Linked DNA regions of Rattus norvegicus: region 1 is linked to region 2. A link is a contact called in public HiChIP or PLAC-seq data. All regions are on one chromosome and are shown on one strand. The core of a region is the stretch at or near the end of the contact, and the rest is flanking DNA. Distances in the headings are between cores, read along the strand shown. Region 1 overlaps LOC134482708 (a long non-coding RNA gene). Region 2 overlaps LOC134482707 (a long non-coding RNA gene).

Evidence for each region. HiChIP or PLAC-seq counts read pairs in DNA pulled down with a chosen protein or histone mark.
Region 1: an H3K27ac HiChIP or PLAC-seq map of oligodendrocytes shows a contact between it and region 2, with 2.7 times the contacts expected there. The contact joins two enhancer-like sites. A contact is called at or near these places in 1 of 12 Hi-C or Micro-C datasets (Schwann cells) and 1 of 1 datasets of contacts at active chromatin or transcription factors (oligodendrocytes).

Annotation. Positions count from the first base shown.
Region 1 is chr17:36,432,227-36,434,926 of GRCr8, reverse strand. LOC134482708 (a long non-coding RNA gene) reads right to left here. Exons shown (of 3, transcript XR_010059162.1): 1 at 1-2,700. Among named protein-coding and RNA genes, the nearest start is that of H3f3al1, 34 kb to the left of the region's middle. Within about 2 kb of position 1,371, at least 64 of the 93 cell types and tissues checked have an H3K27ac peak or open chromatin away from gene starts, as enhancers often do. A contact at or near this core is called in Schwann cells, where this site is marked.
Region 2 is chr17:36,277,728-36,280,427 of GRCr8, reverse strand. All of the region lies in intron 7 of LOC134482707 (a long non-coding RNA gene), which reads right to left. Among named protein-coding and RNA genes, the nearest start is that of H3f3al1, 190 kb to the left of the region's middle. Within about 2 kb of position 1,402, at least 59 of the 93 cell types and tissues checked have an H3K27ac peak or open chromatin away from gene starts, as enhancers often do. A contact at or near this core is called in Schwann cells, where this site is marked.

The DNA.
Region 1 (2,700 bases), core at 122-2,621, 150 kb before region 2:
AAACAAGCCAGCAATTGCAAGCTTCAATCTGTTTGGATAGAAAAGAATTTATGTAAATGTTTTGTTCAAGCCCAAAAGGGAAAGGGTGTATAAAATATACCGTGTATAAAAGACGCATGCCCAACTCCAAAACAGCTTGCTACACAGGGGACCAAAAAAACCATCTGCCCTTCTCTAGGCTTGCCCAGCAGTCGTGAAGTTTCAACATCTTGCCATTTGCAACATGGTTTCAGTGAACCCAACAGTAAGAGATTAACCAAAATTTCATAACTGCTCTGCTCCTCTACTCTCCTGGTTCTTGGGGGTGAAGGGCAGAAGGAAGAGTAGGAAAAGGTCAAAGAACAAATAGAAACAAACAAACAAAAATCTCTATTTTTTTGCACTCTTTGTCTGCACTTGAGAAAGAAAAAAAAAAAAACTTAGGCAGATCAATCTGTACAATGCTAAACCAAATCTCTTTAATTCCAGTCAGCTTTTATCATTCAGTCGCTGAGTCTCTGTGTGGAAAAATTCATGCTAATTCCCCCTAGCAACAGCCTCAGCCTATCAGGAGACTTTATGTACCGTGCAGCTGCCTGCCAGAATAACTCTAAGTAGGTCAGGCCTGTATTTCTAAAAATGCTACGGTCTAGTAACCCCACTGTCCCGTCTGTCTGCCCTGCCCCATAATAACCTCAATTGCTTGGTGACACAATGACATACTATCCTGTTAGAGTGCAATCACATCATGCTACATTATTCTGCACCGGCATGGCTGGGTGAAGGACCCTCCGAGGGGAGGGGCAGCATTAATCAGACAGCCATTCATGTCCACCAGCGTTTCACTCTCGAAATGGAGACTGCATTAATGACCAGCTGTTTGAACTAACACAAACAAAATAATGTCTTCCACCCTGTTGGGTGCCCAGAATACAGCATTCTGATCTGGCAGGTTCCACTCCTTGACTAAATCGAAGATGTAAATTAACTGGGCTCAGACAACGTAGGCTTTGGCAACCTTGAAGTGAGTATATTTAAATTATATTACATGTGATTCAAAAAGCTATTGATTTGATACACACGGCTCTCCTTGCCTAGAGTTTTCCCTAATCCACGTTGTTTTTTTTAAAGGAAATTGCATACATGGGTAACATAATACATATGTGCCCATTGCCCAGGGACTCAACTGCAGGGGCTGAACTAAAATTGACTTCACTTTGGGCAGAGAAACAAAGCTGGTCAGTAGTAATTGTGCAGCATGAACACAAATACAAATAGTCAGTGCACACCGTGAAGGAGCACTAAAACAAATAAGAGTAAACACGCTGAGCCCGCTAGCCAATCAGCTCCTCCCACCAGCTCCTCCCACCAGCTCCTCAGGGAGGCTGCAGAGAATGCTGGAACTCCCGACACCAGAGAGACTGGGGGCGGAAGGGAAGGTGCCCTTCAACATCATACAGTGGTATGATGCTTCCCCACAGAATCCGTAGCAAGATAATCACAACAAAGGCTTCTTCGATGTATAAATTAAGCATACCAAAACAGCTCAGAACCTGCAGTAAAATTTTAATTCTATGTTAGAAATTTTAGAATCTAACAGGGACATTTGTACTTGAGGGTACTTTTAATTTTCCTCCATTGACATACAGAAGTGAAGGGTAGATACCGAGACAGGAGCCCAGCAGTGCAGTGTGGGGCTGTTTGGGACGGTATCCTACAGTGACAGAGCTTGCATACTTAGTCTGCTTGCTTACAGGTTCCCTGTTTGATCTCACAAACACTCTCCGATACGCTGAGCATTCTGCTAGAAGTTAGGCAGAATCCAGCCGGTGAGATGTGCACCCTAGCTGCGCTTAATTTTCAAACAGAAAAATGCCTTCATCTGCCCTTGTTTGAACTGTGCTTGGTAACTTAGTTATGACTGTCTTCTGCACTCTGTGGCATACAGCACACAGTTATTCTTGGAGAGATACAGTCTCTGACGCAACCATGAACCGCTAATTACAAGCTGCTGACATTCTGCTCGTCTCTGCAGCTTTGAAGTCCTGCTTTGTCTCAGGGCTCTTTCACCATGCTCCCATCCCTTACCATCTCCTTTCTCTCCCTTCATAGCCTTTCTGAAGTCCCTCTAGCACAACCTGGAGAAGGGATATTATCAGACTTGCTTGGGTTTCTTTCCTCTCACCATCACAGCCCTCTCTCTCTCTCTCTCTCTCTCTCTCTCTCTCTCTCTCTCTCTCTCTCTCTTTCTCTCTCTCCACATAGATCTACAGTTTGGAAGTACAGTAATAAGATCCTGTCTCCACCCCCACCCTCAGGAATGCACCAACAGCTGGCCAAACATAATCCAGCACACAGAGCGGCTCTGTAGATTTCCTAACGAACAGTGGGTGGACAGGCCAGACAGGCGTCCCAGAGGAGCCCCCATGACAACTGGGAAAGCTGCTTGCTCCCAGCTCAGAGATCACTTCACCCAGCTCACTCATATTGATCTACAAGCTTCTAGTATCCGCCAAGCCCCAACCGAGGCTATGGAGAGGCCGCCCTCCTCCTACAGCCTCAAGCAGGCTGGAAGCTTGCTTTACACTGACATCAGTCTTGCCCTGCCTCATGCCACACACCCCTGCAAGCTTGACAGCTACAAAACCCAGTGCCAGGATCAGCAGCAGCACCTGTGATTACCATCTAGCTGGGAGCCAGGAGAACCCTCCCTTTTCCTTA
Region 2 (2,700 bases), core at 153-2,652:
AACCTCAAGGAAACATTTCCATTTTGAAAACAAATAAACGACACACATCCACATTCTATTAATAGTGTTGTCTTGCCCTAAAGACCCCGAGTTCTTAGACAAAATCCCACTGCAGTTTACACAAATCTTAATATTATTGAAAAGTCCCATCCAACAGCAACTGGATATGTGTAGATCCTCTGGTGGGACTGAGGGAAAAGTAATGGAAGCCTTTTTGGTTTTTCCTTACAGGAGACTAAACGTACTGTTTCTCACACCTAAGAACTCTGCAAACAGGCTCCACAGCTGCAGAAGCACTTCTTAAGAGATGAAGACTGGCAACACGTACTTCGGTACAAGCCAACGCCACAAAATTGAGAGGAACTAGGAGACAGTATGTAAGCTTTGAAGAGAAAAGCCAATAGAAAGCCAACAGAATGAACAAGGCAGATAAAAGATGTCAACTTCCAACCACACACCCCTGTCCCTGACACCAGGAAAAGGCAACCTGCTGCACTGGGCAGTGAGTCCAATGCTTGAAGTAAACATAGTAGAGTTTCAGAGAACGCAGATTCTGGCCCCCAAGTGCTTCTATCTTTAAGGAGTTAAAGAACAACATAAAGATTTAAATAAAACATATTGAAGAACAAAAGGTCATTCATTTGATCCTAAAATGATTTACCATGAAGATGGCCAGGCCAATCCTAAAGCCTACATGGACGGCCTTTGTGTTATAAGCCCTGAATCACGAACTCCATGATGGCTCCACAGAGGCAACAGAAAACCCTGTTTGATTCAGTCACATCCCCACACACTTAGACTGTTTGCTGAGCAAAGAGAGTGTGAATCATACTAACTTCTGGCACACTGGATTATTCTTTGGTAATACCACACATGCAAGATACTAAGTGGAAGATAATTAGAAAGAACATGTAATGCAGCCACAGCAATTCCCTTCTAAGCTCCAAGTTCAAGCCCTGCCTCAGCTATCCTCTATGCTACTTAAACTGCTGAAGTGAATTCACTTCTGTTTCATAGTGCTTTTTACTGACAAGCACTGCATGTCAGGCTGTCTTCTGGCCTTCATACAATTCTCTGAATGCAATTTATTTAACCCAACAATAAACAATAGTAGCTGGTCCTGTTAATAGACATGCTTTAATGAGTGGCACAATTTATAATTCAAATTTTAGTGGTCTGACTCCAAAGTGTGGTCTGAAGGTCCAGGATGCCTCACGCCTCATGATCAATGGCTGGTTTTTCAGTGAGATGGACATGAGGCACCCAGCGCAGAGCCTGGCATTTAGCAGGGGCTGAATAATTCATCTCCCTACTCCCACTTCTTCCGGCTCTCTCCCCACACTGTGAGAGGCTGGAGGCAAGACTGCACACACACAGAAAGGCAGCTGTGTCAATGTGCAAGTGCTGAGAAGCTGCAGGGCAAGCTGGGAAACGAGTCTGTCTGTGTCCCCTGAGGCCTGGAACAAGAGCTGGAACTTAGGCAGGATGTTCAGTGTCTCCACAGACTCGGCCTCTGTTTGTTAGACTCTGCATTCAAGACACAACTAACTCAGACAGAACCAAGGGAGCTTAGAAGGAGCTACGTATGTCTGTGTCCAATGAACACCATACCCACACATGCACACAACACATCTAAAACTTAAATCGTTCCTACTGCAGAGGAAAATAATCTACTTTTTCCAGAGGCTTCCACTGCCTAGAAATTGGCAGAGTTCCTGTACCAGGCTGTAGCTTGCTTTCAGACAGTCCAGAGACTGCTGGGAGCTGTAAGACAAAGTCTCTTTTGAAAATTATTAAGAACAAATTAGGCTCAGGGGCCCAGGGGAGCTGTGTTGTAAAACATGAGAAAATTTTGTTTTCCATCTCTTTGGTTGCATTTCCATGAACTAATGACATTAAAAGCAGAGACAGGGACTATTTTTGTATCTTGGTTGAAATCTAAAATATCATTGAGGGAAGTGCAAATGTTATCAATTACATGATTTCATTAGTAAGGCAAGTGCTGACTTGTACAAAATAGGGGACTCAGTGTCGGTGGGTTGTCCCCATACACAAATTAGTGCCTGTTACTTAGAAGTTGTCACACATGATACCAAGTAGGAATGCTGCCTAGCACACTATCATTTATTCCCTAACTAATAAAAGCCCTATTTTCCTCCCTAAACCAAGAACATTATTTTATTACATCAAAATATATTGCTGCGACTGAGCCTCTGATTGTCATTCCGACCCCAAGCACTCACTAACATGGTTTAAAAGTCACTTAAAAAGGAAAGCTGAACTCCGATCTCAGCCTGCCAAATCTTGCAAAAACTCCGGGATTTTGATCCATGTCAGGGAGAAAATCAACAGCTATCTACGGCTGTTGTGCATAAGTCTGAGGTTTCTGCTTCATAAATGCATCACTCGCATGACATATTGCAGAGACTGGCAAAAAGGCCAGGTGCACACACCATGAATCCAGCTCCTCATATGTTTTCAGTGCTTTTTAGCACAGCCGAGGGAGGTGAGAGAAGGAGGCCTCTTCATGAAATGTTGATTAGAAATGGTGGTTTGCTAGCGGAGAGACAAAAATGGCATCCCCCAACTTGCTCAACCATGCAGTGTCCAAGTGTGAACTCTGCCTATCCACATACATGGGAGCCATATTCAGGCTCAGCCCAGGGGACATAAAGAGGGGATGTGGGATGCAGAAGAAAA